2 separate regions of the Anas platyrhynchos genome follow, and region 2 is linked to region 1. Evidence: chromatin contacts called from public Hi-C data. All regions are on one chromosome and are shown on one strand. Each heading gives the region's core, a stretch centred on a gene start, on an enhancer-like site or on the middle of the called end of the contact. The rest is flanking DNA. Distances are from core to core; before and after follow the strand shown. Region 1 has its middle 3.9 kb from the start of SKP1. Region 2 holds the start of UBE2B (ubiquitin conjugating enzyme E2 B).

The links. Hi-C and Micro-C count contacts between places; a contact is called where the count stands out from the background.
Region 2: a contact with region 1 is called in a Hi-C map of skeletal muscle, with 4 times the contacts expected there. The contact joins the promoter of UBE2B here to the enhancer-like site in region 1. A contact is called at or near these places in 2 of 8 Hi-C or Micro-C datasets (liver and skeletal muscle).

Annotation. Positions count from the first base shown.
Region 1 is chr14:2,861,838-2,868,060 of IASCAAS_PekinDuck_T2T, forward strand. No RefSeq gene overlaps it. Among named protein-coding and RNA genes, the nearest start is that of SKP1, 3.9 kb to the left of the region's middle. Within about 2 kb of position 3,019, at least 3 of the 8 cell types and tissues checked have an H3K27ac peak or open chromatin away from gene starts, as enhancers often do.
Region 2 is chr14:2,908,511-2,914,733 of IASCAAS_PekinDuck_T2T, forward strand. It overlaps UBE2B (ubiquitin conjugating enzyme E2 B), which reads left to right and starts at 3,411. Exons shown (of 6, transcript XM_027468549.3): 1 at 3,411-3,569. The coding sequence starts at 3,526.

The DNA.
Region 1 (6,223 bases), core at 1,769-4,268:
ACCCCAAAAACCCAATCCTACAAATATCCACCCCAAAACCCAACCCTACAAGTATTCACCCCCAATTAGCAGGCAGGGGTTCAGCCCAGAGCACAGCAGGCTCCCCGCAGATGGCAGTGGTGCCAGCACCGGCTGCCAGCCGGCGGTGACGAGGCTGTTCTGTGCTGGGTCACGTCACTTGAATCGGTTTCTGTAGAAATTCCAGAGAAGTCCTGGAGGTGACTGCCGGCCCTAAGAATCTTGCTCCACAGGCCTGGGGGTGCTGAGCAGCTCAGTAGTTACAGCACACCCCAAAATGACCAAGCTAATCCTGCATGGAGCAGGAGCGAGGTCCCAGGACCCTCTGTGGCCTCCTTCAGCCTTCTCTGCAGAGGTTCCTCAGAGATAGTGGTGTTAGGAACCAGATAGCTGTTGTTTACAATTTATTAGGGCCTAACTATCTCGTATGTGTAATACAGGTTTACGTATGTAGGGTATATTATGTGTGAAGCCTCCAAACTATGCCAACTATGCCTACTGTGACCTTGTACAGTCAGCACATTTACCTCTTTCCTGCTAAATCACTCCACCTCCTGCTCCAGTGTTGAGAACAACATTCACTGTGTTAAAAACAAACAAACGCACTGCCTTTATTTTCCTTAAACGTGTTTGTTTTTTTTTGTTGTTTTTTTTTTTTTTTAAATTATTTATATTAAGTACTCACTGACTTAGCAGATCAGATGATGACAGAAGGTGGCCTGTAAAAAACATCTGCAAATCCTAAATCCCTTTTCTTGATGTTGCCAGAGATCAAGGTTTCTGATTTGGAGCGCGTACAAACTCAGACTGCAAAGCAGAGGCAGTAGAAGGGGGGTGGGTTTTGCTCCCCACACAGGACAGATGCAATACAATCTAGGAACAGGCAGAAAGCAAAATTCCCCGTCTAATTATGACCTATGCATCAATTATAATTCAAAGTGATTGAGCTTTATACTTGATACAATTCTCCAAAGGTGTCAGAGAAAATTCAGTCCCCACTGGACTTTATCGGTTGAATGAGTAGTCTGGGAGAGTTAAAGCAATAAAAACACCACACACCCTAAGAAGTGGCAGACGTCTGTCACAGATATCCCGTAATCACGTGAAAGCCGCCTCCCACTGTGCCCTACATATCACATAATGAACCTCCCGAGCTAGTCTGGATGCTTTCTGCTATCTTTGTCATGAAAAAAACAGCTGCTGCGGAGGTGATAGCCAAAGTCCTGGAAGTCAGGCAGAATTGCTAACACAAAAGACTTGTCCTTGACTAAAGCTGCAAGGCAGAGAAAAAGATTTTTCAAGAAAATAAAAAAAAAAAAAATGGGTGGGCCAATTTCAATTGTTAGGTGCACAGATAATCATTCCAATGCAAATAATCCTAAACCTAAGCATTGCCGTCCTGAGCTGTAAAGATAATTGTTCTCTGCACCAGCCACAGATAAATGACGATTAAGGGCCCTTCACCGCTGAGAATCCAGAGGAGGAAGCTTAACACTAAAGCAAATATCTGGAAATATTGGAGCAACCAAGATCAGCGTAAGCTTGATTTACCACTTATCAGATCCAGAAGAGCTCTGACCTACATTCTTGCAGCATCACTGAGCTGCGGGCAGAAGCCAGCTGAACAGCTACACAGCTGCAGGGGGAAGGGAATTTTAACGCACTGAGCACGGCATTACAGGGAGAGCAGCCTCCCAGACACAGTGCTGGGTTTACTCCGCAGCCTTGGATTCTCTTCCCAGCTATTTCTCTTGCTGCTTTGATAAAAATGACTGCCCCCAACCAAAACCAAAAACTTAACCCTTTCCATTGTTATAGACAGAGAAGTTTATTCTGTTAGTGATGGTGGTGATTATGGAGATAACACTGTAAAAAGATTGAGCATTTTTTAATACCACACACGTGACATCGGCTTATAAAAGAGACCTCAGCTTTGCTTCATTGGTAACAAGTTGGGAAATGTGACAGGACCCAGTTTGGATTTCCAGAAGGAAGGGAAGGCAGCCCTGCAAAGACCAAACTCCAGGGCCTGGAGAGCAGAGCTGCTCTGGCACAGGCTGGCATTTGCTGGGATGCAAGGAGTGACCGCTGGATCCGGACAAGAACCTGGTCTATGTGTAGGGGAGATAACAGCAAAAATGTTCTTCTCCCCTAAAATACATGTACAAAAGGAGAAGAACATTTTTGTAAAACAAGCAGCCACATCAACAGTGCAAGGAAAACTAGGACTGGTTCAGTGTTTTAAAAAAAAGGAAGTTATTTATCTGATACAGATATTGGAAAGAAACTGCTCAGCTCAAAGGCCTGGGCTTCTGCTACTTAAAGCAATCTTACAACAACACAGCAGAAGGGGAAAACTCTTGTCCCCCCTCTAAACTCCAGAAATAGCTGTGATTGTTTCTTGTATTACAGGAGCATCCTTAAGATGTTGCTTTTCATCTAAGCTGTACCACAGCAATGCAAGGTCCTGAGGAAGGCAGAGCCCCCCTTCAGATGTTAGTCAGGCTGACAACTCGCTAACTGCATCATGGCAGGCAGACATGAGCTCTGTTTTCTTGATCAGCTTCGGTTTCTCCCTCTAGCAACGTTCTCCTTGCATAACTACAGGGATTCAAGATGCACAGAAGACTGTAGATGAGGGAAAAAGTGATTAAAAATAGAAGCAAACCTACCTCAAGCATATTTGCATCTAACTCCCTAATCTTCAGTCCACCTCCACATACTTAAACATACTGATTTTTATTTTTTTGAACCATTTTTGCTGTAGCTTCCATGGAAATAATTTGGACTGCTCAGACTCCGTGGTCCTTGTGGCTGCATAAATAGCGAGGGAGATGCTGCTGGGTGAAAGCTTCCCCCACCAGCACGGTTAGCAAAAGGTCACCAAATCCCCGAGTGGCACAGGCAGAAAAAAATCTGAATATCCTTGAGAACCTAGCCTGATAGTGAGAAAGCTATGTTGGCTTTATAGGGTTTGTTTCTTTACTACAGGCTGCAGAGCCCGTCCTTGGAGGGATCCAGCAGCCGCCTGGACGTGGTGCTGAGCGGCTCGGGGTGGTCCTGGGGCTGGGCCAGAGGGACCCCGACGGACCCCAAGGTGCCACCAGGCCTGGTTCCGTGGCTGCATGGTGCTGGTACTCAGCCTGGCAGCTGTTCAAAGTGCAAGAGGCAGGTTCTGGGCTGGTCCTAACGCCACTGACGACGAAGAGCCAACACTTTGAGGTTTCAAAGTCCATGGGAAGAAATTTGCCACGTTTCAGAAGTCAGGCTGATCTACAACATTTTTTAAGAAGGTTGTAAGGAAAAAGTGACAGTCCAGTGAAATTCGGAGACAGCTAAACTAAGCTAAGCTGACACCAGGTAACCACACTCACAAGCACCACAGAATTTTGTATTTGAAAGGGAGAGGAAGTGAGAGCAGCCTCCCAGGGAGCTGAGGCACCTCCTCGCCCACACCCGGGGCAGCTTTCCTCTTCCCCGAGGACAAAGGCGGTGGTGGAACAGGAGCAAAGTGGGTCAAGCATACAGTGAGCAGCACAGGATCCTTCCAGACAGCCCTCCTCCAGCACCTCCCCTTTTCTTAAGGGAAAAAAAAGAGAACTTACACTGACAGGTACAGTAGGGAATGGTTTTTGATGGGATGTTTTACCACCAGCCAGCACGGTGGCTGTTTTTTTCCAACTGCCTGAAAAATATAGGCAGTTGGGAAGGAGGCTAAAGCAGTTTTGGCCAATCAATCTGAGATGACTGGTATCAGCACTACGTTCCTACCTGGCAGTTCAGCACTGCTTCTAAATGCATCATCCCATTTCAGGCAGTATCTGTATCCGATGAGGAATATATATATACACACAAGTCAATGAGAGGTCCAACGAGCAAACATTTTGTTTTGTACAACCTCATGCAGCAGTACAAGTATTCACAAAATCGACTGTCCTCTCGTTAAAAGCACCTGCCCCAGGTTTCCATCAGGGTGCTCACCTCAAGTCGTGCTGCTCCTCATCCATCACTGGTCCCAGGGCAGTGGAAGGAGCCAAATGCAGCCACTGGTGAGAGCAGCAGCAAGGAGCCGATAATCATTCGGTGCTGTTGGAGCCCCCAAGATTTCTGTCTGGCTGATGCCTTGTGAACCAAAACCAAAACCCTCAGCAGCTTCACAGCAGTTTGGTAACAAGGTCACAGGATAACCACCTATCCTGGGTCTCACGTGCTGTAACCCAGGAAAATGCTGTTTAAAACCCAAAATTGTAGACTGGAAGGCATCTCAGCCATCTACCTGAAGCAGCACCAACCCCAGCTCACGTGTGACCTTTTCTAGGCTAGTACCGAAAGCTTCCAAGAACAGACACTGTGCAGCCTCTTCTCCGTTGCCACAGGACCCTCCTGTGCTAAAACCTATGTTTTTGTGTTGCCTTATGTCAGTAACTAAATATTTTATATAAAATTCCCTATTAGCATTAATGTTTTATACACCAGAAACAATCAGTTTCATCTTCATCCCAAGCCAGTTCTGTTCACCATACAATAATTAAGAGATCAGGAGCTGTAGCTACCAACCCATCTTAAAACATGTTTTTAAGCCATAGCCTAAGTTTTAAAAGCCTAAACCATGCAGCGCTGCTTAATTTAATACCTAAAGTGTTGTTTCAGCCTTTTTTCCTGTATGTATGCCAAAGAACTCCAGCCCCTTGCTCAAGAGAGCAACTTGCCTTTATTCTCATCCAAAAGGAGTACAGCCAAATGAATTAGAGCACCAAAATAACTTCTTAAAAAACCACAGTAAGCTGACTCATCAACTGCTTGTTCTGCAGGGTTTTTTGAGTGTATTCACATGTCCTGAAAGATTTCTACACAGTCTCATATAATTTTTAACACTTAACCTGTTTCCAAACTACCTTGTCCTGGGACTCACAGAGAATGAATACTCTGCATAACGATCACTGTAGCATCCAAGAAGGCCCCACACTTTCTACAAGACTTCAAAAAATACCACTCACAAATACCTTGCTCCAAAATCTAAGCTCATATAAGCCACGTGTATGGCTGGGGGGGGAAAAAGACAGGATGGAACACTAAAAGGCCATTTCCCTTATGTACAACTTTCTTTTAGGCTATGCAGGCACGACAGTTAAATCTGGACTGCTGTTCAGGCACACTGAAGCCAAGCATGCTGCTGCTGGGCAGCTGCATCACACCGTGGGTCTGGGCAATACACCAGCAATACCCCAGAGAACGGGGATTCAAAAGCTGTATTTGCACAGACCGGAAAAAAAAATAAAACACCCTGAATTTCCATGAGTGCTCAGCATATAGAGATAAAACAAGCAACTAAAAAGTAAGCGCATGACAGGTATATAGGGAAGTAACAACTGAAGCCATGCCTTAAATTAATTGAATTTAGAGCAGAGCCTAATTGGAAATTCAGGATTGTCATTTGATCACACTGGCCTCTCCTTACAGTCCGTTTTTCCAGAAGGAACAAGCACATTTATCCTTCTGCACTGCCCCTCCTACAGCAGGAACTGCGTTCTCACCAGCAAGGAAATGAAGGGGCAAGAAGGGAGGAACACTGGGGTGTATTTATTGAACTATGATGAAGATGCCAAAAATAAACCTAGCACCTGCACTTTTTTTTTTGTATTGTGTATGAGAAAATCCTTGGCCTTTAAGATTCATGGCAAATTTCTAAATTGCTAAAGCCTTTGTCCCATCCCTTACCACGTAATTAATTTATCAAAATGACTTTCAGTGACTGAAAAAAATAATCCAGACTGACCTTTGCTACTACCCAGCCTGAAGCACAGTCAGGTGAAACGTCAAAGCTTTCATCAGCACCGTGTACGCTCACTGCCTCTTTTTCCAAGGCAAAATTATCATTCATCCACACAGAATACCGAGGTAACTAGCTCTGTCCATCTTCGCTTGCCTGTGGGTCAAGTAACCTTCCAGGGTATTGTCAGGAGATCTAAAACAGATAAGGCAGCCAAAGCATGCAGAGCAGCGATACTGAGCTTGTATAGAAGTGTCAGCAGCTGGAAACGATCTGACTTCAGCCCGAGCCAACAAGCACAGGCGCTGATACACCTCGGAGGGAAGGGGCTCCTACATGCCCCCACCAGCTGCCCTCGGGGACAGCCAGCAGACAGGGGGACAAGGCAGGAAGGGGGACCAGAGAAAGGGACCTAACGGGCAGAGAAAAACAGGC
Region 2 (6,223 bases), core at 2,161-4,660, 47 kb after region 1:
AGACAGTTGGTAAAGCGGTTGCTTAGCAAAATGGACTGGCTCAAAATTAAAGTAGTAAACATTTTTAGCTCTTCAGAATTTCAGAGATGGGTCCAAATAGTCCCTACTAGTACTGCTACTGCCCAAATACTCCCCTGATCCTCCAGTCAGATGTCACATTACTATGTTGTTTCAACTCTGCAGATCATTTCAGTTGGAAGTCTTAAACTATTATTATGAAACAAAACCCATTTCTCAATAAATAATTAAACTTCCAATATCTGTATGATGAAGCACTACAAGAAAAAAGAATCTCTATCTGAAAGCAATAACATTTATTTAATGTTCAGTCTTGCAGGTGAGCTATTCAATTGAATCAGAGTACGCTAGGGTGAGAGCTGGTGTCTCCAGCTAGGAGAAAATCCGAGGTGATCGATGTCCTGACCAAAATTCTTGCTGAAAATTTGTGGAAATAGGTCTGAACTCAAATGTTCCTATGGAGATTTACAGGAGATCTCCCCGCTGCACCATTAACAATCCCTCTTCTGTCTGGGGATGGCACGGCGCTGGTATAAGAAGGACACCACCCCTTTTGTGGCCAATGTGCGCTCAGTATCCTGGGAAGAGAGCCAGAGCAACGTGATGTAATGCACAGCTGACAAAAAACGCCACCTGGGGAAGCTGGGGCAGCACACAGGCTGAGCCACGAAGCTGACCTTTGGATTGAAGAAGTGGTGGCCTTCCAGCCAGTTCTGCTTTCTCCTGGCTGGCCTGACGTAGCCGGGGTTCCGCCTCGCGGAGATCACGCACAGCTTGCTAAGGGCACGCAGGGAAGTGCCTTTGTACAGAGGTACAGGAGGTGACAGCACCCCACAGCCAGGGCATTTCATAGCTCAGCAGCATTCACACGTCCTTCCACTATTTGCTTGAAACATGCCCATGAACATCAAAACTTTCTCCCCAAATTTGAATTTTTTCTCTAGGGGAGGTACTTGCCCTGCTCCTAGGGGAGAGGCAGGTGTGCTGGCCCTGGGCTGTGCTGGTCGGTGCTGTGCCCCTGGGTAAACCAAGTAAATACGTGCACACTGTGCTGGAGTGTATTCAAGGAAAAATTGTCAGAATAGCCGGATATTTTGGGAGCCCCATGCATGGTTGTTTTCTGCAGGCTGCTTTTCTGAGGGTTGAGGTGGGCCCAGAGGCAGTAATGGGTTCAGGAGCTAGGGATGGGGCTGGCAGCAGTGGTAAAACCTTCAGTTCTCCTCTGTACTTTGGCACCACCTTCTTGCTTCTATGAAGGAGCTAAGGGTGAGAGCAAATCAGTCACTTTGCCACCAGCCCTTCTCTTTGCTCCCAAGTGTTTTGGGGAAAAGGCCGCCTGCTGCAGAGCAGCGTGGTACCTAGCACAGCACGGTCCCCAGGGCACTCCTCAGCTGCTGCAATGAGCGAGAACAAAAGTGGTGCCTAACAGGTGACTCAGCTTGTTCATTTCCCTAATTTCGGAGTCTTGGGTTTGGCTGGTGCTAATGCAGACATCTCCTCCCAGAGGGACACGGCAGCATGGAAGGGAGAGTGACCCGGAAAAAAGAACCATGACGTTACCAGGACTGCTCTAACAAACAGGAGAGCGAGTAGCTCACTTCGTTCTTGCTTCTCAAGCTTCTCATTTTATGAAGGAACAAAGTTATCTGAGAAATGTTCCGGTTTTACAAAAATTTTTCACAAATGTAGTGTTTACTGAAGATTAAAGTAGAATGGTTATGCTGCAAAGTGCTACCTTTTTATGAAGTGTATTCCTTTATCAAATAGCATTTCTGGGGAAAAACAGGCAGCAAAAACACAACTAGAAAGAACTTTCTGATGAGAAATTTTTTTTCACCTACATACTCCATGCAATCAACAGGACAGAAACTGCAGCTGGTTCTTCAGAGGGAAAAAAAAAATAAAGCTTTCCATTTCCTGATGAAGTTACCAGCCACACCTGTTTAACTGCCAGGTAAGACTGAAAAGAAACCTATAAATTAGATAATGCTAACACCCGTGAGGCCATCCTGGTGTGTACAGCTTTGTCCAAGCCCACCGTGCCGGGCAGGAGGAGGACAGATGATCAGTGCCCTCTGCTGCGAGCACTTATGTGCTGCTCGTGCACTGCCAGCCCCGCTGCGGGTGAGCCCGGCTGCTGTGGAAGAGCCTGGAGCTGGCCTGCAGCAGGCTTCTTCCAAAAATCATAATTGAAAAATAAATAAAGATGCTGGGCTCGGTAAAGGCTTGGCTGATGCCTGCATTCAAGGAAGCAGCAGAGCAGCTTTAAGGAAGCTGCTGTGACCTCTTGTTTCTTTCGCTCTTCCCCAGCGGTATCAAAGGAGAAGAAATGCTGTTGCTGCTGTGATTCTGCTGAAAAGGTTCCCCAGACAAGTGGAAACTATGCGGGATTTCAGAATTAACCCTTCTGCTTGGTGCCTGAGGGGCTTTTCCACGCAGCTGGTGGCTGCCCCCAGGAGAGGTGGGGAGCTTTTGGGGTGACTCGAGCACCCTTTGGGTAGGGGATGTATTCGCTGCCAGGCCTGGGCAGCATGTTAACAGCGGAATAACGAACGATGCTGGACTGGCGTTAATTATTTATACAAGTCCAAGCTTGCACTTGGTTTTTACAGTCTACTTTCTCCCTTGGGAATTAGCTGGAGCTAAATATAAACTGCAGAAAGCTGGAGGAGCGGCGGCAGAACGTAAAATTAAAGCAGGAGTGCGGGGAGAAGGAGGAAACTCAGGACAAGAGGGCTGCATTGGGCGAGCTGCGTGTTGGTGGCTGGGGAAGGATGGCTCCTTGCTCCTAAGCCTCCTGAGAAAGCTTGCTGCCTTGCAGTGTCAGTTCTCACACGTGTGCCTCACCGCAAGCGTGTTTTCACTGAGGTGGGAGCACGGTGTGGGGTTGACACCCCTGAAGGGCAGGTTCCTGAGCTGCGGGGTGGCTACGAGCACCCGTGGCAGCCTCATCCCAAAGGCCACCACCTGCTGAAGCAGGGCTGTGGTAAGAAGCCGATTTTGGCCTTTTGGGCTAGATTAAGCCCCCGGTCACAGCTCCATGAGCACACAGCAGCGGGACGAGGACATTTGGGGCACTTCATTAGGGCTCTTGTGGTGTTTTTTTGTGACCTCCCAAAACCACGAACTCAGAGCACCGCAGCACACGCAGCCAAAAACCCTGCTTCAGGGGCTGGCTGGGAACAGGGTCAGGACCTCGAAGCCTCCACCTGCAGCGAGGGCGCTGAGAAAAAATGAGGCAAAAAAAAACAAAACCTGAGGTGAGGCCGGGCAACCCCCCCCCCGCAGCAGCGCAGTGGGAGCTTCCCCCTCCTCGCCCCCCCCCTACACGGGCGGAATGGACCGGGCCGAGGTTCCCCCCCCCTCCCCTCCCCGCCTCCCGCGTGACGTCACGGCCCGGCGGCAGGGGCCCGCCCCCCGCGGAGGGAGACGCCATTGCGGGTTGTTTGTGCGGGCGGCGGCGGGAGGCGGTGCTGCGGCCCGGGGGGAGCGTGTTCCGCCGCCACCATGTCCACCCCGGCCCGGCGCCGGCTGATGCGAGACTTCAAGAGGTGAGGACAAGAGGGGGGGACACGGGGTGTCGTCTGCTTCCCTCTCAGCCGCTGTCCACCCCCCCCTTGGGGTTGGGGGGGCGCCCGGTGGCTGGGGCTGAGGGGATTCTGAGGGGATTCTGAGGGGGTTCTGAGGGGGTTCTGAGGGGATTGGGGCGCCCCAGGTTCTGGGCTCCCCTCAGGTTGGGGGGTGTCCCCCCCTCAGGTTCTGCCCCCCCCCCCGCCTCAGTTCTGGGCCACCCCATCGAATATTTGCCCCCCCCTTCTTCAAGTTCTAGGGTACCCCCCTCAGGTTCTGGGCCCCTCCCTTCAAGTTCTGGGGTCCCCCCCTTAACTTTCCCCCTCCCCCTCAGGTTCTGGGCTCCCCCTCAAGTTCTGGGTCCCTCCCTTCAAGTTCTGCCCCTCCTCAGGTTCTGGGTCTCCCTTCAGGTTCTAGGTCCCCCCCCCTCAAGTTCTAGGGTCCCCCCCTCAAGTTAAGCCCCCTCCCCAATTTCTGACGGCCCCTCAAGTTCTGGGATCCCCCCCTTCAAGTTCTGGGTCTTTTCTCTCCCCTCAGGTTCTGGGATCCCCCCCCCCAGTCCTGGACCCCCCATTCCTATGTGCTGAGACCACCCCAGAGCCGGGGGGTGCAGGGCCCGGTGCCCCCCAGCCCAGCCCTTAGCTCCCCCTCAGCACCAGCAGGGACCCAGCGCCGTGCTCATTAGCAGTGGTAATTAGCTGGAGGCTTTTAAATGGCCATGGCTGCCCCAGCGGGGTAACTCCACTTCCCGTCTGCCATGTAAATACGGCCCTAACGCATGGAAAGTCGCCGTGTGGTTTGGGCTGGGTTTTTTTTTGGGTAAACTTCAGGGTGTGCGGTGTGATTCCTGCGGGCCGGAGCGGCTCCTGGGCTGCTGGAGGTGAGTCAGCTGTGATAGCGTGGCTTTTTTTAGCGGAGCTGTGTTACACCAGGGCCTGAAAATACACGGGTAAACAGTTGACGTGTATTGTGTGGAGCTGAGCTGCGTGGCTGGCAGAGCTGCAGGGCCAAAAGCCCTGATCGATCCGAGAAGTTGGGATTTGTGAGGTGCAGGCCCTGCTTCTTGGGCTTTATTTGGGTGTGAGTGTTCGCTGTTTGGTGGTCCTCGATTCCCATTCGAATCACAACAGGATACTCGATGTTTTTTAATGTTATTGGGCTGCACAGGTGACCAAAAATCAGTGGTTCCTTCCGGGAGAAGGACTAGGTGGTGTTTCAGGACAGCAATCAGACTTTTTTATGATTTTGTGGCCTCAGAAGGACTGGCTTGATAATTTTGAAATTTAAGGTGGAAGAGACTGAAGCCATGGAGGAGTTTAACCAAGTGAGCACAGTGAGACATGGGACACATGCATGTTTGTTTATTGAATATTTGATCACTTTAATACCCCAAAATGTACTCAGCTTTCTCATGTCAGCGCTTTGCTTCTCTCCTTCCTACCCCTAAGTTATATTTTTATTTAGCCTTATGGTACTCTTACCTCATACTAAAAAACAGACTGTGCGCCATGAACTGTGATTCACTTTGTTAAATATAAACTCCTCCTGCATGCTGCAATTGTCAGGAGTCGTGGAGGGAGAGCAGTCCAGCAGATCCTGGATCATCCGATTTCACTAAACCATCGGAGAGAAAGGTTATTTTTAAAACAATATATATTTGCTGCTGGAAAAGGGGCTGCAAATACATTTCCCCTAACTCTTAAAAGCTTCCAGGCTCTGTTCGGATCAATTCAGCCTCCAGTCTTTGCCACAGCCCCTCGGGAGCCAGCCCTTTTGGCAGCAGGGTGCCGACGAGCTTTTAGAATCGATCCCAAACCCGGAGCCATCCTTCGGCCCCGCTGGTCTGGCTGAGTGCTCCGGCGGCGTCACTGGCACGCGGGCTGGCACGGGAGAGGTCCCGCTCCTGCTCCTGCCCAAAATAGTAGGTGGTTTGTGCTGCGGGTATGGAGCTGAACGGCCTGTGCTCGCAGCAGGGATGTAAACACAGCTCAGCAATCCCAGCTGCACGCTCAGCGTTACCCAAGAGGATGGGCAGAAGGAGGGCGTCTAGTTCTTGGAGCTGTCAGCATGCAGTGTGCTTTTCCTAGGCCAAGGGTTAAGGAACTAAACAGCATTTAAAGGCTTCCACTAGTGACTTAGAGACAAATGTTTACCATTGTTGAGCTGGTGGCAGGGAACAGCGCGCAGGTTTTCCCCTCGCTCCCTCTTCCCTTTCGAAGCAGGCAGCTTGCCAGCCAGAACAGGCTCACACCACATGCAGCCGCATCGTGCGCAGATCTGGGGATGCAGAAGTTGAGCTGTCGGTGCTTTGCCCTTGGTTCCTGCAAGCGTGCCCTGCAAATATCACTGCGTGGTGTTCAGCCCCTGCTTCTGGCTGGAACTTGTGCTCTTCTGCATTGTGGCAGCCAGCAGCAGTCGCTCTTTCATAACTTACTGGGTAGTACCATCAGTCCCAGCTGTGGGGCTTTAAATTACTCTTGCAGTTGATGCTCTTCTCCCTGAGCACTGAATTTATCCTGCTGGGTAGGTGCAGTGTGTTGGTGTAATGCCTGAGACACTCCTGGTGTGCATCACCTCGTAGTTCTGTATTTGGATCGTTGCTCCTCTGCACGTAACACTTCAGGTACTTGCTAAT